6 separate regions of the Mus musculus genome follow, and regions 2, 3, 4, 5 and 6 are each linked to region 1. Evidence: chromatin contacts called from public promoter capture Hi-C data. All regions are on one chromosome and are shown on one strand. The core of a region is the stretch at or near the end of the contact, and the rest is flanking DNA. Distances in the headings are between cores, read along the strand shown.

Region 1 (4,905 bases), core at 5-2,504:
TGTGCCCATCACTCACAAACTATTAAGAGAAAGAACTATGAGGATGTTTTCCCTCCCAGCCAACTCAAGGGTCCTTCATCTTGCTATTGTCCTGCAGATCCTTCCTCCTCTAAATCATCGTCCAAACCCACCTTATGTGGAAGGAGAACACCGCAGCCCCATTCCTGCTCAATCTTCCTTTTCACTACGTTTAAACAGCAGCCTGTCAATCCTATGCCCCCAAATTGCAAGCCCAGAAGCAGCCCCAGAGCCTTGGCAGTCACTCCTTCACAGAGCAGCCAAGCACTCTCTACACACATCAACGTGCAGTAGTGATTCCCTGAAAGAACAGTAAGAGCCAAGCCTCAAAACCTCCTAAGCCCGAGAGGCGCAAAGGCTTAAAATAAGAGCAGGGGGTATAGTTCTGTTGGCAGAGTGCTTGCCTGGTAGGGACACATGCTGGGGTCAGGCCTCAGTGCTAAGAAGGGAAGGGGAAAGGGAAGGCGCAAGGAAAAGAGAACGGGACGAGGCGGAGAGGGAGATCACAATCTAGTCTCGGCTCTCATACTTGGGCAGGTGATAGGTCCTCTCTGGGGACCAGTTCTGCCATCTTCAAACGTGGGTTAGAACCAGAGGCTGGAAGTGTAGCTCAGTCGGTGGCAAGCTTGCCTCCGCACCAAGCTCTCACTTCCATCCCTAACATTTTCTAAATTGAGCCCAGTGGCGCGCGCTTGTAATGCCAGCGTTCAAGAGGTATGTGGAAGGAGGATCAAAGTCAAACAAAATCCTCCTCGGGTACATAGAGAGTTCGAAACCAGCCTGGGCTACACAAAACCTGTCTCAAAAAAGGTGGATTTTAAAATGACCTCATACGTTCATTCAGCGACAGAATGAGGTAAAAAGAATTCCATCAAGTCGAGCTGGAGGATGAAGCCGGGATCGCGTCAGGGCCTCAGAGGCTGCTGTCAATTTGGGTGGGTAGGTAATTTTGAGGGTTCCCCGTTGTCCCCAGCAACAGAACCGGAAGGACCGCTGACGTCAGCCACCAGAGGGAACCTGCGGCCGGTACTCAGGGTCACTGGGGTGACAGGACTGCAGAGTGGGCCCCTGGCCTGTCTAGGAATATCGGTCGAACACCGAGCCTGCGAGAGGCTCTTCGCGCCCACTTGCTCACCCGATTGGGGTACTCCTTCTCCACACAGTCCCCACACATCGTCACGCAGTTTTCGGAGAACGACCCCAGCGACACCCGGAAGGCGAAACCTCGCGAGAGTTGAGATATCGATTTTGTCGCACACGATCTAAGGACTCCACAGCTGGCTAAAAGTCTCCGCCCATAGCAACGGTTGTTAGGCGGTCTCCGGGTAAGGAGGGTGCACCGAGGACTGGACTCAAAAATCTTCAGGTATTGAAAAGATCTGAGGACTCAAAGAAGTGTCGAAAAGAGGAAGAGGCTTTGAGCCTGAAAGAACTTCTAATAGGCGCCTTCTTGAATTCTGATTAAAAAAGAATTACAGAAGTACAGCAAAAAGGGGAATTGTTTCTTCTTGCCTCCATTTTTACCAGACTCAAAAAACCTGAAATGACAGTTTAAATACCATTTTGTGCTATAATAACAGATAAGAGATCAGACTTCAGAGAAGGAGTAAGCTGGTGTTTGGGAAGAGAAGCTTAGAGCGCTGTCGAGAACCTACTAAATTATTTAAATTAGATTCTTATCATACGCCTTGTACAAAAATCAATTCAAAAATGGATCAAAACCCATTATCTAAAACAGGAAACACTGAAACTTCCAGAAGAAAACATAGGGGATAGTTGTCAAGATATTGGGTTGGAGGGGCTGGAGAGATGGCTTAGCCATTAGGAACACTGAATGCTCTTCCAGAGGACCCAATTTCACTTCCCAGAACTCACATGGCAGCTCACAACTGTCTGTAACTCCAAGATCTGACACCCTAACACAAACACACATGCAGGCAATGTGCATAAAATAAAAGTAAATTTTTTAAAAAAGACACTGCTTTGGACAAGAACTTTTTAATTAGCACAGGAACACTAACACTAACAGAAACTAACCCTTAGTATCAACGGACTACACGAAAAGTTTCTATTCAGCAAAGGACACAATTAGCAGAAAAAAACAGTCCTCAGCATGGGAAACATCTTTACCAGCCATATTTCAAACAAGAGGCAAATATCCAGAATTTATAAGAATTGCAGAAACTAAATACCAAGGAAACAAAACTGCCAGTCAATAAATGGGCAAATGAATTGAATAGACACTTTTCAAAATTAAAAAAAAAAACAAAACATGGCCAATAAGTGTTCATTGTCCTCAAACATCAGGGAAGTGCAAATTAAAATTATTTTTTAGATACCCTCTCACCCCTGTCGGAATGGCTCTCATCAATAAATCTGATGACAAATGCTGGGAAGGATGTGGAGAGAAAGGAACTGTTAGTCACTGTTGGTGGGAGTGCAAATTAAAATACAGACATTGTAGAATCAGTTTGGTGACTACTCAAAAAGTTAAAACTAGAATCACCATATGAACCTGTTATTCTATTCCTGGGCATTTACCCAGAACACATAGGAATATTTACACCCCTGTGTTTATTCCTGATTTATTTACTCTACCAAGAATTAAGATCAACCTAGTTGTCTGTCAACAGATAAAAGTAAAATGAAAAATCTCTCTATATAAAAAATGGAGCTGGGCAGTGGTGCACATGACATTAGTACCAACACTCGGGAGGCAGAGGCTGGCCAAACTCTGTGCAGTTTAGGCCAACCTGGTCTATAGATAGAGTTCCAGGACAACCAGGGCTACACAGGAAAAAAAATACTATTCAGTTCTAAAGAAAAAAAATGAAATCACAAAATTTGTAGGAAAATGAGTGGACTTATAATATTAAGTAAGGTAATACACCCTCAGGAAGGAAAAAAAAGCTGTTCTCCATGATACCCAGAATGTAGTTGTTAGCATTCTAAGCTCCACCCCATAGTTACCTGGCAACAGCCAGGTGTGCCTGACTCACTATAAAAGGGGCTGCTTGCCCACCTCTTCACTCTCTTGCTCCTGTCTTCCTGCCCCTGCTCTGTCTTCTCGACCATTCTTCCCCTCTCTCTCCACATGCTCATGGCTGGTCTCTACCCCTCTACTTCTCTACTCTTTCTTTCTCTGCCTTTCTCTGCCTCTACTACCCTCTTGACTCCCCTCCCCATGCCCTGAATAAACTCTATTCTATACTATATGGTCCTGTGGCTGGTCCCTCAGGGGGAAGGGATGCCTCAGCCTGGGCCCACAGAGACACCCCTTTCTATGCCTCCATAGAACATACCCCACCTCTCTTTATCATTTTATAAACACATCAGTAGTCACTAGTATGTGTGTGTGGAAATAAATGTGTATGTGGGAATAGGATCATATAGAGAAAAGAGAAGAAGAAAGTGTAGCAGTTAATTAAGCCACTTTGCCTCCTGATAGGTCTCTCACTGCACCTGCCCAAGAGCTCTGGATTAGCCAATGAAAGACACACACACACACACACACACACACACACACACACACACGCATGTCAGCTAATTTTGATATGCTTTGACTAGCTCAGTGACTGAGCACTTCTAAACCTCCCCGTGGCTAGCACACACTCCCCTCCAGTATTCCTAGCTTAACACACAAATGTAAAATGCAAACTTCTGGGCACCTCCTCCACCCCCACAGGGCTGCTTTCCCTTTCCCCCTGTACAGCTGGATCACTTTTCTCCTGCAGCTCTTAACTCTGATCCCTCTCCTCAGTCTCTCCCCTGGTCCCTTGCCCAAGCAATCTAAAAGTCCCGCCCTGTCTCCCTGCCCAGACATTGACTGTACAGCAAATCTTTATTACCAATCGAAGTCAGCTAGGGGCAGGGACCCTCAGCTCTGGAAGCATGGCTTTTGGGAGCCAAAATAAGACAAAGCATTAGAACCAATTCCCAACATCTCACTCTTTCCGTCCAAATTTTAAAAGGGTTCTTCTTTCAGACATAAGTTGAGCATAATCATAAAAATTATGAAAATTACAAAGTATGATATGCAATTAATATCAAGTCCATCATATTTGTCAATTAGATAAGGTACTCTACTATTTACCCTGACCGAAAGAGTTTACAGTTCTATACCTGAGTTTTGTTCTGACTTTAACTTGTATTATTATCTGAATATCATCCTTCCTAGGTCATCTTCCTCAAGGCTCAACAACTTAAGTATTATTATGATCCCTCTAATAATTAAGTTATAATAATAACAACTTAATTAGTATTATGATTATAACTAGTCTTCAACTGTATCAGAAATCCAAGAATAAATTAAATATTACCTGAATATATAGGAAGCACAAAAACATAGCTTACAAAACTTAAAACAAGTTGTAGAGACAGCCGACGACTTGAACAGTCCCATTACTCAAAATGTTGGAGCATCTGTCTTCAGCCTTCTGGCCCAGAACCATCTGACAGATCTTAAGAGAAGCAGGACCTATGAAGGACTTGTTTACTTTGACTTGGCAGAGCTAAACTGCCACTTATGCTGCACTGTGTGTCCTTTCTTGGGCTTTTTTTTTTCTTTTTCTTTTTTCTTTCTTTTCTTTTCTTTTTTTTTTTTTTTTCTGTCTATAGATGAATAGGGTAATTTTTGTCCAGTGGCTATTTTACCATAATTGGAGCAACTCCACATGGAGATTTTGATGCTCAATTTCTTCTTTGAACCAAGAAGGGAATACTGTTGGGAGCAGACATGTCTCTAGTTGTAGTGGCTATTCCTGGTTGTCAACTTGACAATATTTGGAATGAACTACAATCCGGAATTGGAAGGCTCACCAGTGACCCTTATCTGGAGGCTTGGAGATCCTTATCTGGATCTTGGTTTGAAGATCTTGAGCCATAGTG
Region 2 (4,839 bases), core at 2,087-4,586, 2.3 Mb before region 1:
TCACTCCACGATTTTGCTTTTTCCTTGTGTATCTTAAACCAGATGCAAGAGAAAGAGCCGTGTGGTGAGGCTGGTATGTGCACACACACAAAATGCACGAAGGAAAACCTGCTTCCTCCTGCCAAAGGGCAAACAAAGGAGTGGCCTAGGAAGAGAGAAGACTTCAGACAATTAACTACTCCTGCCAAGTACCACAGGAAACGTTGCTCGCTCTTTTAGCTCTGTCAGCAAAGGCTGAGTGAGAAACCCAAACTTCACCTTCACCAGGGCTAAAGTTTGCCCCACCCAGCCACTAGGGGGCAGCAAGGACTTTCATACCCCAGAGGAGAACAGGAAGGTTGCCTGGACTTGCACCCCAGCCAAGTACAAACACCACCTTCCCAGCCAGGCATTAGTACAGGCCAAGTGAGGAGGTTGGACTTCTTTCTACCTCTACCTGGTGTTGATAGGGACCTGTTTCCTTGATATAGTAGTGGCAGAAGAGTTCTGACGTCAAAGATTTAAATAAGGCCTAAGCTTTCTTAATCCTATATTCCCAGGTTTGAATTGGAAGCCTCTCATTATACTAAGAGACAGGAAAACAAAACAAAACAGACAACAACACCAAAACAAAACACCAGCATGCTTAAGGGTCTAGGTTCAATCTCTGCCACAAGTGTACATGCCTGTACACACATATGTATGCACACATGTACATACACACATGCCCCTCTAAGACCCAGAAAAAAATCTCAATTTAAATGAAGTAGACAATTAACAAAACCAACAGTGAGATGAAATAGATGTTAGACTTTTCTTACTGAGGTGGTTTGAATGAGAATGTCCCCTGCCCCCCATAGTCTTATATGTTCGAACACTTGGTCTCTAGTAGGTGGAACTATTTGGGAAGGATTAGGGGGCGTGTGGCTTTGTTGGAGAAGATGTATCATTAGGGGCTGGCTTTGAAGTTTCAGTAGCCCACACCATTCCAGTTGGTACTCTCTCTCCCTTGTTTAGAGATCAGATGTAAGCTCTCAATCAACAGTGCTATGCCTGCCACCATGCTCCCTTCCATGATGGTCATGAACTTTAACCCTCTGGAACTGTGAGCCCCAATTAAATGCTTTCTTTTATAACATGCCTTGCTCATGGTATTTTGTCACAACAATAGAAAAGTAACTAAGACACATATATCTTAAAATGCATAATTGAAGTGACTAAGACAATAGTCCCGATCTTGTCCTGATCTTACCCTAACTCCATTTAATGTTTGCTCCCTAAACCTGTGAACAGTCATGTCGGCCTTGGTGTCACATTTATGACCTACCATGACCCTGACCATGGTTCAAATGCTTAATCTGAATATATAGCCCAAGCAATTGTTACAGTTCTGTGACCTACACTTGATGCCATCATGAGGTTTACCTTTAAAAGGCTATATACCACCATAGCTTCGGGGCCAAGAGTTTTTTTGAGGCTGGTCATAGTCACTGGCCAGTAAGGACTCTTAATTGGGACTTATATACATGATATCCTGTAACTTTCTCACATGGACCATTTACACACCCCCAGCATTTCAGAAAAAGCTGAGGCTGAAGGATCACAAGTTGGAGGCAGGTTGGCTATAGCGTGAAACCTTCTTTCAAAATACACCTCTGCCAAAATCAAACAGAATAAAAGCTATAAGACAGCATTCCTTTATAAAACTATTTATTTATCTGTGTATTTATTAGGCGTGCCATGGCTAGTGAGCATGTGGCAATCAGAGGGCAACTTGTGGCAGTTGGTTCTCTCTTTCCATCATGTGGATCCCATGACTCGAACTGAAGTCGTCAGCCTCGGAGGCTGGTTGCTTTCCCTGCAGGGCCCCTGGGAGGCTCATAACACAGTAGTCTTAGAACTACGAAATCCAAGTGTAAGCAAATCCTAAAGCAAGAGCTCCACAGAAAAGCTTTGAAGAGCCCAGCCTGAGCCTGTGGAGTCCTCAGTGGGATTATTCAATTACATTTGTTTCTCCATTATTCATATTTATAGTGACTCAAGTTCTAAGAATAAATTCAAAACAGTGGAAATAATTACATCATCAGAAGTATGATTGTCTGTGCACTGCCACAGTAGTGCTCCATCCATGCAAATATATGGTTGGCAAACAGCATCTATTAGTGGCTCCCCCAGTTACCTTTCCCTAGTGATAAGTACTTGAAGAACCAGCCTGCTTCCATATTAGGCTTGAAAGTCATCTTACAGTGAAGACAATCTAGGTTCATTCTTGTTTATGAGTAAACCTGTTTTTCAAGGATTGAGCTATGCCCCACCTGTGACCTTAACTACAAATGGTTCTGTACTGCTTGTTCCAAGAATGCAATCACGTCTTTGTTTCAAAAAGTTGTTTATAGTCATCTTGCAACCTGACCTTTGCTTCAAAGGGTTATATAGCTACCTTGTTAGGCCCATCTTTGCAACCTTGTGTCTCTGTTCCAGAGGGACTTACTTGCTATGCTTGTGTGCTGCTCCTATAACTATATTTTGACAGACAAACCCCTCATTTGGAAACCTTCCTATCCCTGAGCTATAAAAGCCTGCCTTCACATCCAAAGCTGAACCCCATCTCAGGAGGAGGCAGCCCGTGTATGTGAATTTTTAAAGCTTGCTTTAATTAATTTGGTCATGATGATTTGGGTGGCGGTCTTTCTCCTCTCGTTTTTTTTTTTTTTTTGGATTAATATACTCTTTAGCAGCTGAGCCATCTGCCCAACTCAAAGCCTACCTTCTCTTCCCATGCATCCTAGCCTTGCTAGTTTTTTGATTCCTGTGACTGAAACCCATTCCAGCCTCCAACTTTGTTTTTTCCTGGTCCTTCTTTCTGGAGACTACCCCCACCTCCACCCCAACTCCCCACAGAACAGTGTGGCCCTTGTAGGTTTAATGGCGAAGACCTTTAAGACCTTTACTTAAAGCTGCCCAGACCTTCTACTAGTCTGAACATTTTTGTCAATAACACTACTTAAGTTACGTCTATTTTTTTTTTTTTTTCCTACTAGGAAAGAAGCTATGTAGAGACAGAAATCTTCAGTACCTAAAATCCCTTCGCAGGGAAATGAATGAATGAATGAATGAATGGTTACACCTGCAGACCATTTTGGGGGAGTCTTTCTGGCGTAACAATATAAATGAGTCAGTCAAATGAACAGAGATCTTAATCTGCCCAAAACTGGTGCCGCGGTTCTGGGGAGTTTGGGCTAAGGATAAACTGGGAGAACTTGCTGCAAGTCCCAGCCCTGCTCTCAGTGAGCGACTACGGCTGCGCGGACAGGCAGGGCTCAGCCGCTTCCGGGATGGTCGGGAGCCAACGAGACTTCGAGCCTCCGGGTGGGCTAGAGCGGCGCGACATTCAGGTGTGTGCGGCCATGGAGGACGAGAAGAGCTTCTCCGATATCTGCGGCGGCCGCCTAGCCCTGCGGTGCCGCTACTACTCACCGTACTGCCGCGAGTTCGGCCTCAGCTCGGCTCGGCTGTCGCTGTGCTCGCTCACCGCGGTCACCTGCGCGGTGTGGCTGGCGGCCTACGGGCTCTTCACCCTGTGCGAGGTAAAGGCGGGCGCTCGGCCGGCGCAGGCAGCTTGGAGAGGTCTCGGGGCTGACCCGTGGGTCCGGGAGGGTGGGGACTCCCTGGATCAGGGTCGCCGTTCCACGGCAGGACTGCCCTCCCTCCCCGAGAAGTTTGTGCTTCTGGACGTTCTACCACAGTGGACCTACTTGCCCTGCTCATTCATGGAACATAACCTCCTCAGAGAACTCAGTGCATCCTCCCGCATCACTTACTGGGTACCAAAGCCAACGGATAGCAGGCGTGCGACAGAATTACAGAAAAGTTTTTGCCTCCACAACTGTGCAGTACAGAATCTCCACCTAATATCTGTTTCTCAAGGCCAGGTCAACTACCATCCCCTCTCCCAACCCTTCCCCAGTTTAAGTGCATTTTCTAAAGTGTTGCCAGGTCTAAGACACGAGGGTTTTCTATGCTCAGTTTTCAGACTTTCTAATCTTTTTTCCCCCCGAGCCTCATTTTTAACATCTCTAAGTTGAAATTAATGGTTCAAAATATTGCGAAGGTCAACTGCTATTATTTTGTGACAGTTCCCAAGCAAAAAGAGTCATCCGATTGGCCTTTGTTCAGGATGTTCTGTTCTGTTTTAACTCCCTGTATAGCCCTAAAATGAATATATTATTCCAGGAGTGATCTTAATAGAGCCAGTACACCAGAACTGTTTATTTCTGCAATTTTCATATTGTTTGTATTAAAACATCCCTTAGCTTTTTTCTATTCTTTTGCTATTATTATTATTCTTACTTTGTCTGGACTGGAAGGCTCTATGTGGAGCCTGCCTCTGCCTCCCTAGGGTTAGGATCAAAGGTGTGTGTCATCATACCTGGTTCAATCACATTTATGCTATCAAAGTGTGTGGCAGAGCATCATAATTTGCACAGATTTTCATAGATGAAGTTAAGTCCCCTCACTGAGGGTCTGGGGAATGAATGGCTCATCAGATGACTGCAGCGACTGCCAAACCTGACCACCTAATGCCAAACCTGACCACCTAATGCCAAACCTGACCACCTAAGCCGAATCCCCAGAACCCACATGATGGGAGGGAAGAATGGATTCAAAAAAATTGTCCTCTGACCTCTGCACAATAAATAAATATAAATAGTAGGGGCTGGTGTGGTGGTGCACACCTTTAATCCCAGCACTAGGGAAACAGAGGAAGGAACATCTCTGAATTCAAGGCCAGCCTGGCTACATCAGTCTACATTACCAGCTCCAGAACAAACCAAGGCTACACAGTGAAACCCTGCCTCA
Region 3 (4,727 bases), core at 1,020-3,519, 2.8 Mb after region 1:
GAGGGAAAGTTACCCCAACCTCTTTAGTACAGTGAAAGACTTTAAAAACAGAAAAGACAAGACAACAGGCTGTGCAAGGTGATGGCACCTTTAATCCATCTCCATGGTACTTTCCAGGCCAGCCAGGACTGTATAGTAAAACCCTGTCTCAAATAAATAAATAAATAAATAAATAAATAAATAAATAAATAAATTTAAACTAAGTTTTAAAAGGAAACAGGAAGACATAATAGATTTAGATTCTTTTTAAAGATGGGGTCTCTATCTTCCAGCCCAAGCTGACCTCAAACTTGCAATTCTCCTGCCTCTTGATCGCTCTAATTAATAAGCCTCTGATACCACACTTGATAAAATTAACTTCCTCTAAGTGTCAATTTTCTTTCTTTTTATTTTTTTTGTTTTTGTTTTTTTCAAGACAAGGTTTCTGTATAGCCCTGGCTGTCCTGGAACTCACTCTGTAGACCAGGCTGGCCTCGAACTCAGAAATCCGCCTGCCTCTGCCTCCCAAGTGCTGGGATTAAAGGGGTGCGTCACCACGCCCGGCTATAAGCTTCAATTTTCTAATCTCTAAAACATGGAACACTTATACCAGCTTTTCAGAGCTCTAAGTTAAGTATATTAGATAATGAATCCATTACAGTTAGCTACATAAAATATCAGTTGTACAATAAATAATTTTTGTTGTTATTTGGGGTTTTGAGACAGTGTCTCCTGCAGAATTCTCTTTGTAGCTAGGATGGCCTTGTACTCCTGGCCTTGATTCTCCCCACATTCTGGGCATTCTCCCCACATTCTGGGCATTCTCCCCACATTCTGGGCTTAGAGGAGTGCTGCCCCAGAGCAGGTTAATTTCATCACCTGTAGTAATTTACACCTTAATTTGTAATAACTGACAATCTACATAATAGTCTAAATCAATAATATAAAAAGTTCTATTTTATTCAACAAAAGATCTATTAAGATTCCATTCAATCATTTACCCTTTTCAAGAATTTATATGGTATGGTAATTAATACAAACACCGTATTCAAACGTGGGCAAGGTGGTGAATGCCTGACCTTAGAAGGAAGAGTCAGGCAGATCTCAAGGCCAGTCTGGTATAACGGCAAGTTTCAGGCCAGCCAAAGCTACACACAATGAGGGCAAGTCTCAAAAACAAGTAAGGAATACCACATTAATCACATGGCTGTTCTCACTAAGTTCAGTCTAAGGGAGAAATCAAAGAGTAGTAATAACTCTGAACATTAATTTCACACGTCGAACCAGCTAATATATTGATTCATTTAATTCCCACACTATCATGATCTAGTTTACAGACAAAAAGGGTTGTCTCAGATCTGGGGGAGGGGGACTGGAGAGCTGTATTCAAATCCTGATGCCCAAGACCCATCATCTCCACTCTTCACCGTTATCCAAGACTGCGTCTCTAATTATGAAATATACTCTAGACGGTGAGATAAGCCCTTCGTGCTGGGGGTAGACAGAACTCGAGCCTCTCACTTAGTCCCGAAGGCCAAAAGAATTCCCTAAAGAACTGTCATTTGGGTTCAAAAATGACTGACGAAGTGGACAAGCAAAAGGAGATGGAAAATTCCCAGGCTAGGAAACGCCAGTGGAGTACCAAAAGCAACTCGAGCCAAGAGAGTGAGTGCAAGGTGTGGGCACTGGAGATGAGGCTGGGGACAGAGGTAAAGGCAGCTACTGGCTTGAATCTAGGCTTTATCCAACTAAAGGCGATACACAGAGATTCAAACCTGCACTTGCAACGTCAGTTGTTGCATGCTAAATGAATTCGTTCGTAGAGGACCCTGTGTCGGTGGGAATACTTTGTTTCTAACCGCGGATTCATTCGGCAATCAAGATTGGAGGAGGTTTGGCCTCGGATGGAGGCGGTGGAGATGCAGAGGGCCGAGCCAGCAGAGTGCAAGGGCGACCCACGGAAACCGCCAAGGCGGAGGTCGGGGATGCAGGCTGCGTTCCCCACAGGAGAGACAGGGTAGGAGGACGAGGCACACCCACCAGAAGATGGTCGCGAACTTCATGCTGCGCCAGAGCTCCGTGAAGTCCTCGAAGCGCACGCTGTCCATCTCTTGGAAGCGGCTGAGCAGCGTCTCGTAGTCAGTCTGCAGGCCCGGAGGGATCCCCACGCCTTCAACAGTTCCAGCGCCCGTGGGACGGGTCCCGGCGCCCGCAGGAGTCCCCATGCTCACTCTCTCCCGGACCCGGCTTCCCCAATGCCCAGAAGGCCCTGTAGCACCGCCCCAGTCACGTCACATCACGTACGCGCACTCCGTGACGTACTATCCGGGACCTCAAGCCCCGCCTTCATCCGGGTCTTACCTGGCGCCTGTGGCGCTTCTTGCGCGTGCGTAAATGCAAGGTGATTTTAGTCTAGGAAGCCGAACTTGGTGTGATACACGCCTTTAATTTCAGTGCTTGAGAGGCAGAGACAGGAGGATTTCTGTGATTTACAAGCCTGTCCGGTGTATGCAGCGAGTTTCAGGTCTACATAGAGAGACCCTCTAAATAAATAAATAAATAAGACCTTCAAATTAGATAAGTAGGTAGATAAAACAATAGTAGTGCCTGCTAACTATTAATCAATAGGACATGAAGACTCGATTTCTCTCTCTCTCTCTCTCTCTCTCTCTCTCTCTCTCTCTCTCTCTCTCTCTCTCTCTCTCTCCCTCCCTCCCTCCCTCCCTCCCTCCCTCCCTCTCTCTCTCTCTCTCTTTCTTTCTTTCTTCTTTTTTTTTTTTTTTCCGAGAAAGGGTTTTCTGTATATCCCTGGCTGTCCTGAAACTCATTCTGTAGATCAGGCTGGCCTAAAACTCAGAAATCCGCCTGCCTCTGCCTCAACTAACAGCCCCCAAAAGGATTTGAGGTCTTCATTGCCTCCTGACTTATGTAAACTACACTTAGCCTGCCAGTCTTCTTTAAAGTGACTCTACAGTAGCAACCACCCTAACCTCCCTCCACGTGGGAAGATGATCTAAAGAGAACTTGTTAGGGAAGGAACTCCCGTGGTTCTTCCTCATTGCCAAGATCCCCTACAGTCTATGCTTACTTGAGTGATTAATTTGTGGCTCTCCAAGTAATATGCAACCACTCTGGGCAGCAGTTGCTGTTTCCTACCGTTGTTGCCTCTGACAATCTAGCACACTGTCTGATATACTGTTTGGCTAAAGTAGCTCTCTAGAAATCCCACTTTTTAGCTTCTCCCAGGGGCTTGTTACGGGTTAGCATTCTGTATTTGAACTGTATTTCTGTTTTGAAGGCACACTAATCTTTAGAAAAGGTATTCTGGGATGTGCTTGTATGGATGCATTTATTTTATTGTTTGTAATGGTTTGTTTGTGTGTGTGTGTGTGTGTGTTTTCATGAACACACCTCCTGGCCCATGTGGAGGCCAGAAGTTGATGTCCAGTGTGTATACATATATTTTAGTTGTAGTGGGTTTTTTGGTTTGTTTTGGGTTTTTTTTTGTTTTTTTGAGACAGGGTTTCTCTGTATAGCCTTGGCTGTCCTGGAACTCACTTTGTAGACCAGGCTGGCCTCGAACTCAGAAATCCGCCTTCCTCTGCCTCCCAAGTGCAGAATTAAAGGCGTTTGCCACCACGCCCAGCTATAGTTGATTTTTAATTTTATGAAAATAGAATTGCAATCTACAACTCATATTCTTCAAAATATTTTTAAACATTCAAGATGTATCTGTGCTGCTATTTGCAGCCATAGTTCCTATTTTCACTGTTGAATTAACACTAATACTTTGTTGAATTAATACACAATTTGCCCACAGTTCCCTCTTGGAGTTTATATAAATTCCAGATTTTGCTATCATAAACAAAGCCACTACAATCACATCTCCACCTACTTTGTAAGGACAAAATACAGAAGACTTAATCAAATTTGAATTTTCATATCAACTTTAAAGCTTACTTCCTGTGACAAAAATCCTTAAGACAATTTACTTTAAAAAAAAGAAAAGAAAATGTTAGCTGGGTATGGTGGTGGTGCACACCTTTAATCCCAGCACTCAGGAGGCAGAGACAGGTGGATCTCTGTGAGTTCAAGGCCAACCTGGTCTACAATCTGAGTCCAGGACAGCCAGGGCTGGTTACATTGAGAAACCTTAGAGAGAGAGAGAGAGAGAGAGAGAGAGAGAGAGAGAGAGTTTATTTGGACTTCAGTTGATTGTTAGTTAACCCTATTGCCTTGGGAGGAACGCAAATGATGGAGCTCTTAGGGGTATGTGTGTGTTTGTGTGTGTGTGTGTGTGTGTGTGTGTGTGTGTGTGTGTGTGTGTGTGTTGGGGTTCAAGAATCACCTCCCAAACCATACAAACACTGATCTTAAGTAAGAATAGTTTATTGAACAGACATCTTCATACTGAATGTTTGGGACAACAAAAAGGACTCAGAAGCTTAACTGTAGTATTAGACTGCTCTCAGGATAGACTTTTTATAGGAAAAATCAGCTTCAGACATTTAAAGGGCAAGGAGGCGAGCAGTTGGCTTCCTAGGCAAAGCTCTTTGGTCCTGAGTACAGTAAGCAGGGTGGTGAACAGGGAAACTTCAGAGCATTGAGATAACAGAGCATGCATGTTATACTCTTAACTTTGGGTTTATTAGTAGCATTCTTCAGTGTCAGCCACAAAAACCACCACGAGCTCATACATAGGTGCAGGAAGGACTGCCAACTGCTCAGCTCTGACTCAAGATATTTTA
Region 4 (4,545 bases), core at 1,376-3,875, 2.1 Mb before region 1:
ATTACATGATCTGGCCATTGCCTAGCTCTTTGACATACCACGTTCTCTCTAGTTCTCCCTATTTGAAGATAAGGAAATGGAGGTGCAGGCTGAGCAACTTGCCCCTTTATATACTGATATGTGGTGGAAGTCAAAATTTGAGCCTATTAAATTTTGAACTATTTGTGCTCTTAAAATTAGACTATATTAACAAATATCTTAGCAACATCTAACACGATCAAAAAGTAACCCTGATAGACACTCAAGTGTTGGACGTATGTATCACATACTCGGCCAAACTACCAGGACAGAAGTGAAAGTACTGTTTATCTAAAAGTAACATGTGGCGGATTCATTTCTCCTCTGCTCAACAAAACAGGGATTTAGTAAATAAAAGAAAGTATCTACTCAGCTAGAATACTCATTTGGAAACAGCAGTTCCATTTTTTAAACAGAGCTTCTCTTAAGGGAGGGAATGCAAATGCTTTCAAATATCTGTATAGAGAAAACTCGGGAATTAAACAAAGACTTCCAAAGTAAGCATCAAAATAAACACTGTAGAAAAATGTCTAACAATGCTAGGAGATTTAAAAGCTGCTAGTCATATTTATTAAGCAAATTTCTCCAAATAGTAGCATCCAAAAAGGTGATGCTTTTTGTCTTCATCAGCTGGTTAAAGGTTACAGGCAACAGGGTAAGAGAACACAGAATGGAAACATGGCCACTACTTTAAAAGGCACAAATCTGTTTGCAGAATATGGAGTAAATAATGAAATGGTATATTACTTACAGTAGAAAGAAAGTATTCTGAAACTACAAAGGGATTCGTGTCACAAAGAACTTACTTGTTGGCTGATTGACTAAATCAATTCATAAAAACAATTATTTAAAAAAGAGCCCATGTTTTTTTTTTTCTGTCAATAAAACAGAAATCAAGAATTTATTCAGTCCTTTTTGATAATTTTCAAAGCATTCTGACTTTTTTCATTTTGCAATTTAATCTGTTAAAACAATTTTGGGGGTAGTCATTACTTAGTATTAAGCAATTCTGACACAAAAATCCCTCCCTAGGGAATTAAGTACTAGTGGGAAAACAAATTAGGATTACAAGGTGTTCTGAAAAGGCCCAAAAAAGTATTAACAGGAAACCAAGGAACAGAAATATAAGTGACTTCAAAGACAGATACATAATATACACTAAAAACAAGAACTAAACTCAAGTCTTTAACACAAAATCTGATATCCACAAAGTTTCCCTGTATCACACACAGTATGACAATGTTAAGGGCTCTCCCACCCCCCCTTTAGAGACAGGGTTTCACTGTGCAGCTCTGGCTGGCCTCAAGCATTTTCAGTGCTGGGATTAAAGATATGTGTACCTCACACCTCTCACAAGGGATCCCACTTCTGTAGTTAATGCCATACAGACTGTATGTGTTCTGATGTAAACAAACAAAAACACACTTCAAAGCTAGTTTCAAATACCTTGCATTATTAGTATTTTGCCCCTGTTAACTTCTAGAGTCGGTACATTGTCATGTCACCATAGCAGATATGGGCAATGAACATTCCAAAATAAAATGTACCACGCTGGGAAAACGCTGTTCAGCTCTAAAGTTTACTAGTACAACTAAGTCTTTTGAGAATCAGGGCCCACCATCTGGCATCATAGGCACAGAAAAAGCACTACAATTTCATAACTGACATTTTTGATGAACTGTCGAGGGTCTCCACCTCTTTAACAACAACTTGAGGAGGAGAAAAATCAAGACTTTTCTGATGTACCCTTTCTTCAAGAAACAATGTTTGTTCCTTAGTGGAAATTAAAGCATCCTAAATATAAGGGGGTGTTTAAGAGCCCCAATGCGAGTACACACTTAACTCTAAAGTTTTACGCTTTCAGCGTCCATAATTACAAAACTCCAGTTTTATTTTCGCAGTTACCCAAACAGGGCAAATAACTTCAACAGCTGATTTTAAATTCCAGGAATTCACTCATACAGAAATGCACAGCTAGAGCGAAAACTTAACGACCTCAACACTAATAGTTCCATTTTGGACTTTTTTTTAACTTAAATATGGTGGTTTATCCTATTGTTTCTTTGGCGAAAAGTTCAGTCTCCACAGAGAGAAAAGTTTTGGCAGTATCTTGGGGCTGAAAAGAAGGATAAAAGAAAGAAAAAAAAAAAAAGCCCAAATTCTCCGGTCCGGTAAAAGCAATCGTCTTGAACTAGGAGTGGGACTGGAGTCGAGGGTTCTCCAGAGGCCTCCCCACCACAAGACATCTTTAAGGAGGCTGTAAAAATCTACTTGGCCCACGTTCCTTCAGGGGTTCCTCCGCCCGTCCAGCCACGTTTCTGGCTCGCAGGAGCAGACACCGGCTGGCGAGAGGGCGCAGGAAATCACCAGCGGGCGGTGGCGACGGGGTCCAGACACTTCCCGCGCAAGAACGGGAAAGGGGGGGTAGCCCGGGGCCTAGCCGCACTGGACAAAACCAAGGCGAATCCTCGGGGAGAGCAAGCTGCGGGGCCGGTCACCTGAAGTGGATGTGTGAATCCCGAAGTAGGGTCCCACGCCGTGCTGCTTAGTGGCAACGAGGAGACTCGGAACACCAACCCCGGACGCCGAAGCTCCTCAGCGTGCGCTTCGCCCAACCCAGCGCGCATGCGGAGCCACCTCTCACTGCGCAGGCGCCGACAGAAAAGGATCCTTCGTTGCCACTAACCATAGAGTCTTGGTCCTCCTAATATGGGCGGTGTGAACCAAGGGACGAGCTGAAGAGTCACTGCCCCTGGTATTTATAGATTTTTTTGCGGAGGGAACTTGCTAGGTTTAAAGGAGAGGTAAGTTTCTGTTTCTTGCTCCAGGATGATCGCTTTAAGTTTTAGTCAACCAAGAGAGGGCGCTGTGACGAATGGCGGAAAGCCGAGGAAGAGGAGGAGCGTGATCCTCTCCTGACCCATCCCTCAGAGCGTGCTGGGTGCCGGCGACTCGCCGGAGGGAGGGGCGGTGGAGAGACCCGGAATTCCGGACTGTGCGCGCTTCCACATCCGGGCATTCCGTCTCCTCCCCCTCCCTCAGTCCTCGCCCAACAGGAACCGGAAGTGGGAACCGGTTTCCTGGTTGCCTCTTAGCAACGCAGTTGTCAAGTGACCCGGTCAGCTGACTCCCGTGGAGGCGGGCACTGGGGTAACCGGTTCTGGAGGTGTTGCGGTCCCGATTGTCTCGCCGGGGGGCCCGAGCCGAGTCACCGTCAGGATGTCGGGCAAAGACCGGATTGAAATCTTCCCTTCGCGAATGTAAGTTAAAGACTAGGACAAGCGACAACCGTGTTCAGGCACATCTTCCCGGCGCGCATTCCTGCGTACCCTTGGCCACCAGCAAGGTTCCTTGGTTTCTGGGTCGCTCCTTGAGCTTTCCCCAGGGTCTTCGTTTCCTCTGAGTTCCGAGCGAGGTTTCTTTCCAACGCTCCCCTCCCCTGCTGTTTCTGAGAGAAGAGGCCGGAGAAAGTGGTTCCAGTCCACAGGAAAAGGGGGTTCACCTGCTGGCAGCTTTTGGAGGTCGATGCCTTTACTCACTCATTCCGCACACCCTTTGAGCCACACACGGAGTTTACATAACTGAGCCGTCGGCGCCATCTCTACCTCCCAGGGCTCATCATTGCTGAGGATTGAGATGTAGACGCTGAGGTCTGACCAAAGCTCCCAGACGGGAAGTTATGTGACAGGGAAGCAGCTAGAAGGCCCCTCAGCCAAAGTGACATTGAATGTGTCACCCTCTCGCAGCTGTAGGTTTCAGTCTTGGATCCCGTCAAGTGTTATTTGCTGTGGGAAGATATCCCTGCATTTCTGAGGTATTCCTATAGCCCTGTGATGACTGCACTCTTTACGTCTAGCAAGTGTCACTCATGACACTGTCACGCGGGTATTTATTTGGGCTGTCTCCTGGATGAAGGAGGCATCTTTTTAATGCATAGAAGGTCCACAGAAAATTGTTCCTTGAACCCTTGCTTGGGATGTGCTCAGTTACAGGCCGCCTTTCTGCTTTGGGTTAACATCCTTGTTAGGAGAAGTGATGAAGTGAAAACTTGAAGTTTTCTCAAATACATATAATAACTTGTGGAAAGAAAAGGGTATTTGTGCTCTCATCTTCAATTGTTCCTGAAGAAGGAAATCAGTTTTTATTCTGATAATTAGGTCTCTCACTGTGGTCCTGTTTTGGGGCCTGTTTAGGGTTTTGCGTGTGTGTGTGTGTGTGTGTGTGTGTGTGTGTGTGTGTGTGTGAGAGAGAGAGAGAGAGAGAGACAGACTGTATTGTTTACCTTATCCTATGCCTTTTTACTTATAGACCCAAGGACTCTTAAATAGTTTCATTTAAACCACAGAATGAGTTTCTGTCTCTGCCAGGGTATATGTAGCTCTGAGTGAATGAAAGGGTTTAATTATTTAAAAACAAAACAAAACACTTTTAACCTTCTCCCCAATGGCTTTGAAATGGCAAGTTATACTAACTGTACAAACCTGCCAGCTGTGGGGAAGTGCAGTGCTCGTGAAACAGCTAAAGATC
Region 5 (4,766 bases), core at 1,356-3,855, 2.1 Mb before region 1:
TGTTGTTATTACAGTGCTGGGGACCAAACCCAGTACCTGAGCTACACACCCTATTCAAGTGCTTTTGGGTACACTGTAGGATCTCGGATGCCATATGTCCCCCTTTCCCTATGTCCACTGCCCCTGTCTGGGACTTCCTTGGCCCAGGCTTCTTCCAGTTCTCAGTCACGTCCACAGGAAGTTGTTCCAGGAAGCAGGGTTCATCCTGACAGATGACACAGCCTATGTCTCTGGTTCATGAGGAAATCAGCAGATTTCAAAAAAATACATATTTGATGCTGGTGTAGAGACTGGGATGCTGGTGAGGAGATCACAGGGGTGGGGATGGGGGCTTGTCTGGGAAGAAGCTTAGTAGTGAGGATTTACCACAGGTCTCGAATCCAGCACCCAGGAGACTGAAGCAGGAGGATCTTGTTAATGTTTTTTTAATTATTTATTTTATTTCATCTGCTTTAGTGTTTTGCCTACATATATCTGTGTGAGGGGTGTCATATTCCCTGGAACCAGAGTTACAGGCACGTTTTGTTGTTGTTGTTGTTGAGCTACCGTGTGGTTGCTGGGAATTAAATCCAGGTCCTCTGGAAAAGCAGTCAGTGCTCTTACCAGCTGAGCCATCTCTCCAGCCGGAGACAGGAGAATCTTAAGTGCAAGACCAGCCTGGCTTATATAATAAGACCCTGCCTCAAAAAAAGGTAACAAATACAAGACAGCTAAATCAGCCAGTATGGAAGTGATTGAATAGGTTATGACAAAGTCATAATGAAATTTTATGTAACTATTGAAATCATCCTTTTGAACCATTTTAGTGATTGGTTAAGTTGCTTGCTAGCTATTGGAAGTTAAAAAGTTAGGGCTCAATTTTTTAAAAAATGAGGCAGCGTTGCTGGGGGAGTGTCACTAGGGGTGGGCTTTGAGACTTGTCTTGCCTCGACCCACACTTCCAGCTCTGATTCTCCAGGGATAGGTGGTCATTCTGACAAACTCACTAAGCCAAAGTGCTCATTGTGAATAAGGATCTACTGGATGTAAACAGAGGATTCTTATCCAAAGCCAAAGGAATGACTCTCTAATTCACATTAGGCTATGAGTCATTGCATACAAACACTCATCTAACAGCTTTCTCTACTCACTGATACGTGATAGGCATTGCCTGGCCCTTCATAACTAAAAGGTGTCTGCCTGAGTCTGGAGGTTCCTTCCTCCTCCCCAAGTCCAAGCGTTCCTGCTGTCTGTTTTCTTCTGGTTGAGCTGGGTTTATGTCATCGCGGTTCCTTGGTAGGTTGGTGGTGCAGTCATGACAGACTGGGGAAGACAGAGGAGGTGAGTCACACTGAAGGTCCAGTGAATCAGACGGGGTGGGCTGGGACAGGGGTTTCCCTCAAAGGAAGCGCCTTAGCTGTTCCTGGGAGAAACACCACCAGGAGAAAAAACCAACTTCCCCCCTTTCAGAGAACCCACTTAAGAACCCGTTTTCTAAAGAAAAGGCCCAGTCCATGCCTCCTAAAAGGAGTAGACAGGTATAGGATCTGACTTTCCCAGCTTCTCCTACTCTGGGTTTGAGCCCTTCTGGTATTCGGAAGCACGATTTCTTCCAATGCCCTGGTGTGATATGGTTCCGAGTGACTTCAATGGCTTCAAGTTTCAGTTTCCTGGAAAACACATTATTTGCCTCCTGGAGTTGGGGTATAATTGCAAATAAAACCTAGCACTATTGGAAAGAGAATGGAACCTCTGTTGTCTTTGGATTTAAAATCTAGGAAGCTGTTACCTGGCAACACAACACTGCCAGATCTCTTGCTTTACAGGTGAAGATGTATGTTTGTCACAGACCGCAGGGGCATGTGGGGCAGAGCCCAGCATAGGGACACTAGGGTGTGCTGGGAGCCAGACTGAAGGGCATCTCTGTCTTTCCATTACCGGCAGTTCTCTCTCTCTCTCTAATCCAGACACCCCAGGGCCTTTGTCCTGCCTAGCAGGTGTTCCCTCTGCTGAGCAAAGATATCAGGGATTCTATGCAGATCAGCACCACTGTCGTTTTCTTGTTTCAGGTGCCAACATGATGTGGTAGAACGTTGTGTTGATTCTATCGGGATATTTTCTTCATCATAGGCGTTAATTTTTATTTTAAAATATCGTATTACAATATGACTTACACGGATGACTCGATTATTTTGCACGCTCTTTAAACTCACCCAGAATTGCTAAAATCTGATTCTTTTTGGTTGTTTGCTTTTGAGATGAGGATGGTGTGATGTACACATTGAGGTGAGAATGTGTTCTGTAGACTATGCCAGTCACCTTAAACTTGAGATTCTCGTACTTGCTCTATACACTCCTCTGCCTCTCAGGAAAGGCTCAGAACTATAGACAGAGGTCCAGGGTCGTGTTCTTGGGCGATCACCGCGGGCCGTGCGGGGTAGGGTTGGCACACTGGGCACCTGGCGTGGGAAGGTCGGAGCAGAAGTCCCGACCGGGCCAGACTTCCTGCCCGCAGGGCGGGAGGCTCTGGCACTGGATGTGCGCCAGGGGGCGTCTCCGGGAGGGAGTGGCTTCCTGGGCGCGGGCGGCGTCGGCGGTGGAGCGCGGGGACAGCTCACCTGGACTGGCGACATGGAGGACGGCGTGCTCAAGGAAGGCTTCCTCGTCAAGAGGGTGAGTGTGTTCTGGCCTCGCGCCCGCGTGGCCGTGGGGACAGCGGGGCGAGCAAGTGTTGGACAAGGTGACGAGCTGGCGAAGTGCTCCCACTGGCCAGCGGATCTGGCATGCACAGGCTGGTCCTGCTTGGTTCAGGGCTTACTCTCTCCGGTGGATCTCTTAAAACAATTTACTGGAATTGAGGGCGAAGCCAGGGACAGGACCCATGGTTAGCATACTCAAGGCCCTGGATTTGGTCCACAGCAACACACCACACACACACACACACACACACACACACACACACACACACACACACCACACCACACTGTATTAAAGTACCATAAAGTGGTGTGGGTGCAGGGTGGAGAGAGCATAGTTAAAAGGTACGGCTGGAAAGTAGGAATGACCTTCTGTGGTAGAGAGTTAACTGTGGCTGACCGCAGTTAAGAGTATATTCTCACGTAGCTAAGGGGATTTTAAATGTTTCCAACACCAAGAAACGTTAATAAATGTTTGAGGTGATGGAGCTGCCAGTTACCCTTATGCGATCATTGCATGCCGTGCCTATGATTGACAACCCAATGTATGTGCTCCATGCATATGCACAGCCATGTCTCAATTAAGTATGATATTGAAATATAAGGCACCATGGATATGCCGTGCAATTTACAGCTTGAAAGGAAAGAAGGCACCACCCTTCCCTCCCTCCCTCCCTCCCTCTTCTCTCTCTCTCTCTCTCTCTCTCTCTCTCTCTCTGCTCAAGACTGAGCATCAGCAAGGCGAAATAGCTTGTCTAGCGTAGGTGAGTATTAGATAGGACATGAACTCCATCCTTAGTCCTCCCTCATCACCCTTGTTGAAGAAGCAAGAGTCCAACCAGGGACAGTGGGACTCCCAGGATGCCTAGGGTCAAGGTAGAAAATGAACGAAAGAACCTAAAAGAGGAACTTTTACAGTTTGGTGCATTCAGAAAACCTTGGATTTGATCTCTAACTTCTAAAACAATTACTTTAACATTGATGTCAATACTGAATATTTATGTTAGTATAATAGCATGCATAGTATGCATATAGATATACATGTGTGTATGTGTATATATGTATACACACATATATGCATGTATTTGTATGTATATGTGTGTATATGTATGTATATGAGTATATATGCATGTATATGTGTGTATATGTGTGTATATGTATGTATATGTATGTGTATGTATATGTATATGTGTATATGCATATGTATGTATATGTGTGTATATGTATGCATATATATATGTATTGGCGGCTGAGCCCTTTGGCTACTGTTCTGGGCTGACAGTCTCAGGAAGCTTGGTGATGAAGGGTAAAAAACTGTCCTCCTCATTGGTTTACTGGGTTACATCAGCCCCATTAGCCCTGAAGGTTCAAGTCCCTTTCATCCTCTGTTTACAAGATATCTGTGTTGTTTTGCACAGTGTGTGATATGGGAGGTAAAGGAGAGGCAATGTTTCTTCAAAGCTACAAGCAAGGAGGGTGGGAAGCTGATGCCAGATCAGTGGACTGGTGTCCATCTGTCCAGAATTCCACGCTCACTTTGTGTCTTTGTCATATACATGGTAATATGGTTCATCCAGGTCACAGTGACAGCCTGTGGGGAATTTCTGACTCCCATTGCACTGCAGACTGTGAGATGTCCGAGCCTGTGTTATGTGGAGTTGCTTGGTAATTGCTAGGCTGAGGTAGAAGCCCGTGGAGGAGTGGGGCTACCTCCAGGTCAAGCCCTTCAGATAGGGCTTTGTGGGCCTCTGCCTGTTCCTGGAGTTCCCTACCTGACTCTCCACCATCACTACTATGCACAGACAGGGGAGGGCTGAGGCTCACCAGGACCCTGACACACTGAGGAGAAAGAAGGGTTGCCCTTCTCTTCTGGGAGGCCTGGGTTAGCATCCAGGGTGTCAGGAAGGGAGGGGTCACGTTTGTTCCTGCCCAGTGAGGGAGCTGGTTTGGGACCCCTGCTTGTGACCACTGCCTGCTCCCACTGCCACGTAAATCCACGTTCCTCTCACGTGGCAGCAGTAAGCCTGTGCCACTGGGGAAGTTACAGGGTCGTGATGGCACTGGGTGGTTTAGGAGAGTTCACAGCCCCAG
Region 6 (5,021 bases), core at 161-2,660, 2.4 Mb before region 1:
AATGTGTATATAAATATATGTCTGTCTGTCTGTATATGTATATGTATATGTGTATATGTATATAAGTAAGTATATATCTGTCTGTCTGTCTGTCTGTCTGTATGTATGTATGTATGAAAAATGGTTGGAGCCTTGCTCTATCTGTCACATGTGTGAATGTATGTGTGTGTGTTTATAATTCTTCCCCACCACCCCCTCTCTCTTTTCTTTCTCACTGATCCCCAAAGAGTTGTCTCAAGAAGGCTGAAGGTTGAAGCAGGAAGGAGAAAGCTGCAGCTTTGACAACTCCTGAAGCAGTACTTCACAGCTGTCTGTGTCACCTCTCAGAGACTACACCAGTTTATTGTAGAAATACTGTTAAACATGTATAAAATGAATAAGAAACAGAATACGTAAAAGACTTTTTTCTTTGAGCTGTGAGCTGCTCTCTACATACTAGACACTAAGAAAGCGTTAAATGCTGATGATTACTAGATAATCCAATACTAAATCTGTAAGAATATGTCTTCTTCCCAGGTGCTATACAGTATATGGCTCCAACTTGACTGTGGAACAGGTATCTTCCAATGAATGGAAATTAATTATGCAAATGAACCAGAAACTGAATAGTGAAGGTGGGAAACCACAGACAATGACTTTTAAAACTTGTTAAACATGATAACTCATGTTTATCCCCATGAGGTACACCTCAAAGGAAAGAAAAGTTTGAACAGGGAGTTTGCCTTTTCCCAAAGAAATGTTCCTGGCCTTAGTTCAAGACGGGATTAAACTCTTTGACAAAGTGATAAAACCAACTGTGCCAATCTGAGAAATGCATTGTTTCCTTGAAGAGTAATACATGATATAGTCATCCAAGAAACTATTTTATTATCAAATAACAACCAAGGGCTTGGGAAATTATGAAGGATACTATCATAGATCGAAGTACACACAACCGTGACTCTCTAGGAGGTCTTAACTTGCTTTGCCCCATAGGGCAAAGGTCATCTCTGAGGAAGGACATCTTCCGCCACACCAACTGTCCGACTAACGGCTCCTGCCCTTTGTAATTAACCTCAGAATACTTTCCAGACGCTGTCTCCCAGACAAAATGTAATTTCCTAATAATGATTGGGGAAAATTGAACCAAACACTGGACTTGGGCTCCAGGAGATAGCAAACCCGCGAGACTTCCAAAGAGTCAATTAGTGGCCAGAGGAGTGGTAGAAGGGCTGGCTCAACGATCCCACAGGCCTAGGCCCTGGACCACTGAAGACCATTGCTCCACGGTTGTGTTATTCAACTTTTCATAGTGCTTGGAAGTATACTCTGAATGTATCACCGCCAGGCGGCCGCCAAATCCAGGACTACATTTCCCAGAGGGCTTTGCTCCCTGGCGGTTGCAGTTGAACCGGGGTGTGTCTAGGATCAGAAGCCATAAGTCCCGCTGTCCTCTTTAGAGCATCAACTTCAACTGCGCTTCGGTGGTGCTGAGATGTTCGGATTCCTGCTTCTGCTCTCTCTTCCCTTCATCCTGTACTTGGTCACGCCAAAAATCAGGTCTGTGCGAATGTTGCTTTTTCTTGCCAGGTCTTTTAGAGAAGATAAAAAATCCCTACTGAAGCCCTCTCCCTAGCCCCCGTAAAGAAAGACTAGGAAAGGACTGAGAAGCCCTTTAAGGTAGCAAAGATCTGGAGTTTACTGGACTGTAGGCGAGATCCTGGTGCCCTGGATGTGGGCACGGCCAGACGTCAGACCCCAGGTGGTCGTAAAAGCGCTCCAGGTCTCCATCATCCTGTATTGCTCTTTCTGGCCTACCTTATTTCCTCTAGCACTATTTGCTCTCTAGCTTCGGGAAGCCGCTGAGTATGGCGGGCTTTAGATTCTAACTGTTTTCTCCACTCCCAAGCTTTGAACCAGCCTTTGTCTAACTATTTGTCTCCAGCCCTTGAGGTACTACAGGAGGGTTGCACTTTTTGCTCTCTGAACCCGATGCCAATGTTATCTGGGGCATGCTTCCTTGTTGCCGTTATTCACTTGTTTAGGTGTTTGTGACAACTGAAGGGGAAGATTCATTGTCCTTCGGAGTAGGAACACGTGCTTGTTTGCCCTAATTAGATTACTAGGAGCCAGGAGAAGAACCACGTGGTCAAAGGATGGTTTCTTAATTAAGTGTCAGGTCAGCCCAAACCTGGAGGTGTGTGTAATCACCTGAGAATCAGCGGCAGGCTACCACAAGGGGCAGTCCACTGATTGGTTCTGAGTAAGTCACCAGGAGTGACGGTGGACCAGTAATAAACGCCACCTTCTTTCTGGGCGTGGCCATAGTTCCTATTGGAGCTGAGGCTGTGCCATCCTTCTGTCATTTCTTACCATGACCAACATTTTTTCTTCCAAGACCTACTTCCCACTCTTTTTGCTTTTTCTTCTCTCTCTGGTGGCTACTTTCATTTTTCCCCTCTCCTCTCTGAATACTTACAGCTCCCATAAGTAGGCACACATGGGCCTTGTACTCAGGTAAAAACTTGGGTTTCTTTTTACCACAAGATCTTCATATCCATATAGAATCTCAACAAAACATGAACCGGAGCTACATCCAGTGAAATGTGTCTTAGAAGCGAGCACTCTAAGGACTCTACTATCCCCGTTGGAGCCAGCATGGGAGAGTGGGGCCAGAGCTGCGCTTTCAAAGTTGATTTCTTGTTTTCGATGATGACAGAGGAAGGAGGAAGAGCCAATTCCTGGTCCCCAGGATTTGTCAGTGTTGAAGTTCAGTCTGAAGGGACGTGAGACACAGAGCCAGGGGCCTTGATCGCTGAGGAGAGAGAGGTTCCTTTGGGTACCACAAGTTAGTTTGTCTTAAGTAGTGGCTGCTTGCAGATAACAAGTTTAGTGGAATGGTTGAAATGCTCCTTAAAAACGCACTTCTGAGTCAACAGATCCTTTTAGTCCTAAAATTGAGAAGAGAAGAGGAAAATCTGAGGGTTGTGTTTGTGCTTCATCCATTTGGAAAGGCCAGCAAAGCCTACGCACAGGTGCAAGGACTCCAACCAGACAAACGTATGGATCCTCACTCTGCTGGAACTCTGCTCTGTTGTTGTTTTGTTGTTGTTGTTCTGATATTAATGTGTGATGTCAGTAGTCAAACCCAGGGCTTGGCATCTGGGTAAACTATGTATGCTTACCCTGTTATATTCCTAGCCCTTGTCTCATTCTTAAATGTTTTGTTTTTGTTTTTAAATGTGTGAATGTGGCTATCTTTTTCTTATTTTTGACCTAGATTCATAAGCTTATGATTTCTATTCTTTGAATTGGATTAGCCCTTCTTAAGATTATAAGATGCTGTTTGTCACAGATTGGCATAGAAAGGCCACTTTTCTTCTGTTTGGTTGAATCTTATGATTTCCTAAGCCAAGCATGCCTGATTGGAAACTAAACTGAAGTCAGGTGCCTGACCAATCAAACACTTATCTAGGTCTTGTGCTTTGGGGAGCAGGTATAACTTTGTTTCAGTTATTTGAGACGGAATCTCTCTATATCTCCCTGGCTGTCCTGGAACTCACTATGTTAGACCAAACTGGCCTTGAACTTAGAAATCTGCCTGCCACTGCTTCCCCAGTGCTAGGATTAAAGGCATGGGCCACCATACTCAGCCAGATCTAACTTTTGTTTTTAAAATGCTATCACTTTTTGTCCTTAAACAAGAGCATAAAATTTTTGTTTTCCTTTTTGAGACAGTTGTAACCCAGGCTGGCCTCGAACTCATCTATCTCCTGAGTGGTATATACCTGGCCTAAGAGCAGAAAGCTGTCTTCTTTATTCCTTACTTCCTAATATTTATTTACTGTGTGTTATTATATGGTGGTACGGGTACACATGCGTGTACTATGGCGTGCATGTGGAAGTCAGAGGATAACTTTGAGGAGTCAAACCTCACTTTCTATCATATAGATCCTGTAGACTGTACTGATGTCAACAGGCTTAGAGGCAAGCATGCCTAACTGCTAAGGCATCCTGCCGGCCTTGCCTTTTTTTTTTTTTTTTAACTTAACCTTATAAAAGAATAACATTGGAAGCCATAAAAGCAAACTCAGCCCTGGAATTGGAAGAAGAATGTAGCTTCAGGAGTCCTTGGCAGGAATGGATAACGAAGGATTGATGTTTTCTTGTGTTTCTAGGAAAATGCTGTCCAGTGGGGTGTGCACATCTAATGTTCAGCTTCCCGGGAAGGTAGCCATAGTCACTGGTGCTAACACAGGCATTGGGAAGGAGACAGCTAAAGATCTGGCCCAAAGAGGCAAGTGCACATGTTTCTAACTCACCTATGCTGATATTTTACTCCTCACAGTGATGGTTGTTTCTTCCCAGACTTAGAATGTAAGAACACTCCAAGTACCTTATTAATTTCCTGTTATAGTCTGAATCTAGTATGGTGTTCTACATATAATGGGCACTTAAAACTTTAAAAAATAGCAAATACCATTTTTATTATTTTTTTCTTTGCTAAGTTGCTTCAGATACCATGGTCGTGAAATAAGGGATAAAAATTCCGATTTTGTAAAATGTCAGGAGCACTCAGCATCTGTGTTCAGTCTCTCAAACCACTTGAAACCAGAGCTGACTGGTTTTTTGCTTCGTTTGGTTGACAGGAGCCCGTGTGTATTTAGCTTGCCGGGATGTGGACAAGGGGGAACTGGCGGCTCGTGAGATCCAAGCCGTCACAGGGAACAGTCAGGTCTTCGTACGGAAACTGGACCTAGCTGATACCAAGTCTATTCGAGCCTTTGCCAAAGACTTCTTAGCTGGTAAGTGGTGAGAGACGATATTATAATCATTGGGATATGATTTATGTCAAAGGGACATCTTCAGGATGCAGAAATGAAAAGAGAGCCTGTTTTAGTTCCTTTACTATTGCCATGCTGAGACACTGAACAAGGCAACATATAAAAGAAAGTATTTAATTTGGGGTTCCCAGTTCCAGAAGGCTAGAGTCCATGACTGTCATAGCGAGCAAGGAGCGTGGCAGCAGGTTGGCAGACATG

Evidence for each region. Promoter capture Hi-C pulls out the DNA fragments that hold promoters and counts their contacts.
Region 2: a promoter capture Hi-C map of pre-B cells shows a contact between it and region 1, with 5 times the contacts expected there. The contact joins the promoter of Pigh here to the promoter of Churc1 in region 1. A contact is called at or near these places in 7 of 39 promoter capture datasets (the 3T3-L1 cell line, cranial neural crest, hippocampal neurons and 3 more).
Region 3: a promoter capture Hi-C map of pre-B cells shows a contact between it and region 1, with 3 times the contacts expected there. The contact joins the promoter of Snapc1 here to the promoter of Churc1 in region 1. A contact is called at or near these places in 2 of 39 promoter capture datasets (hippocampal neurons and pre-B cells) and 1 of 484 Hi-C or Micro-C datasets (B cells).
Region 4: a contact with region 1 is called in a promoter capture Hi-C map of cranial neural crest. The contact joins the promoter of Eif2s1 here to the promoter of Churc1 in region 1. A contact is called at or near these places in 3 of 39 promoter capture datasets (the C10 cell line, cranial neural crest and maxillary cranial neural crest) and 1 of 115 datasets of contacts at active chromatin or transcription factors (large pre-B cells).
Region 5: a promoter capture Hi-C map of hippocampal neurons shows a contact between it and region 1, with 3 times the contacts expected there. The contact joins the promoter of Plek2 here to the promoter of Churc1 in region 1. A contact is called at or near these places in 2 of 39 promoter capture datasets (cranial neural crest and hippocampal neurons).
Region 6: a contact with region 1 is called in a promoter capture Hi-C map of pre-B cells, with 2.1 times the contacts expected there. The contact joins the promoter of Rdh11 here to the promoter of Churc1 in region 1. A contact is called at or near these places in 3 of 39 promoter capture datasets (hippocampal neurons, liver and pre-B cells).

What each region holds. Positions count from the first base shown.
Region 1 is chr12:76,761,887-76,766,791 of GRCm38.p6, reverse strand. Churc1 (churchill domain containing 1) reads right to left here and starts at 1,254. Exons shown (of 4, transcript NM_206534.2): 1 at 1,154-1,254. The coding sequence starts at 1,192.
Region 2 is chr12:79,088,167-79,093,005 of GRCm38.p6, reverse strand. It overlaps Pigh (phosphatidylinositol glycan anchor biosynthesis, class H), which reads left to right and starts at 3,336. Exons shown (of 4, transcript NM_029988.2): 1 at 3,336-3,566. The coding sequence starts at 3,387. It overlaps 9230116L04Rik (RIKEN cDNA 9230116L04 gene), which reads left to right. Exons shown (of 3, transcript NR_110486.1): 3 at 3,021-4,301.
Region 3 is chr12:73,962,039-73,966,765 of GRCm38.p6, reverse strand. Snapc1 (small nuclear RNA activating complex, polypeptide 1) reads right to left here and starts at 2,269. Exons shown (of 10, transcript NM_178392.5): 1 at 2,020-2,269. The coding sequence starts at 2,204.
Region 4 is chr12:78,860,152-78,864,696 of GRCm38.p6, reverse strand. Eif2s1 (eukaryotic translation initiation factor 2, subunit 1 alpha) reads right to left here and starts at 2,625. Exons shown (of 8, transcript NM_026114.3): 1 at 2,517-2,625. It overlaps Atp6v1d (ATPase, H+ transporting, lysosomal V1 subunit D), which reads left to right and starts at 3,059. Exons shown (of 9, transcript NM_023721.2): 1 at 3,059-3,278. The coding sequence starts at 3,238.
Region 5 is chr12:78,904,777-78,909,542 of GRCm38.p6, reverse strand. It overlaps Plek2 (pleckstrin 2), which reads left to right and starts at 2,605. Exons shown (of 9, transcript NM_013738.3): 1 at 2,605-2,652. The coding sequence starts at 2,611.
Region 6 is chr12:79,188,244-79,193,264 of GRCm38.p6, reverse strand. It overlaps Rdh11 (retinol dehydrogenase 11), which reads left to right and starts at 1,410. Exons shown (of 7, transcript NM_021557.6): 1 at 1,410-1,539; 2 at 4,158-4,276; 3 at 4,629-4,784. The coding sequence starts at 1,475.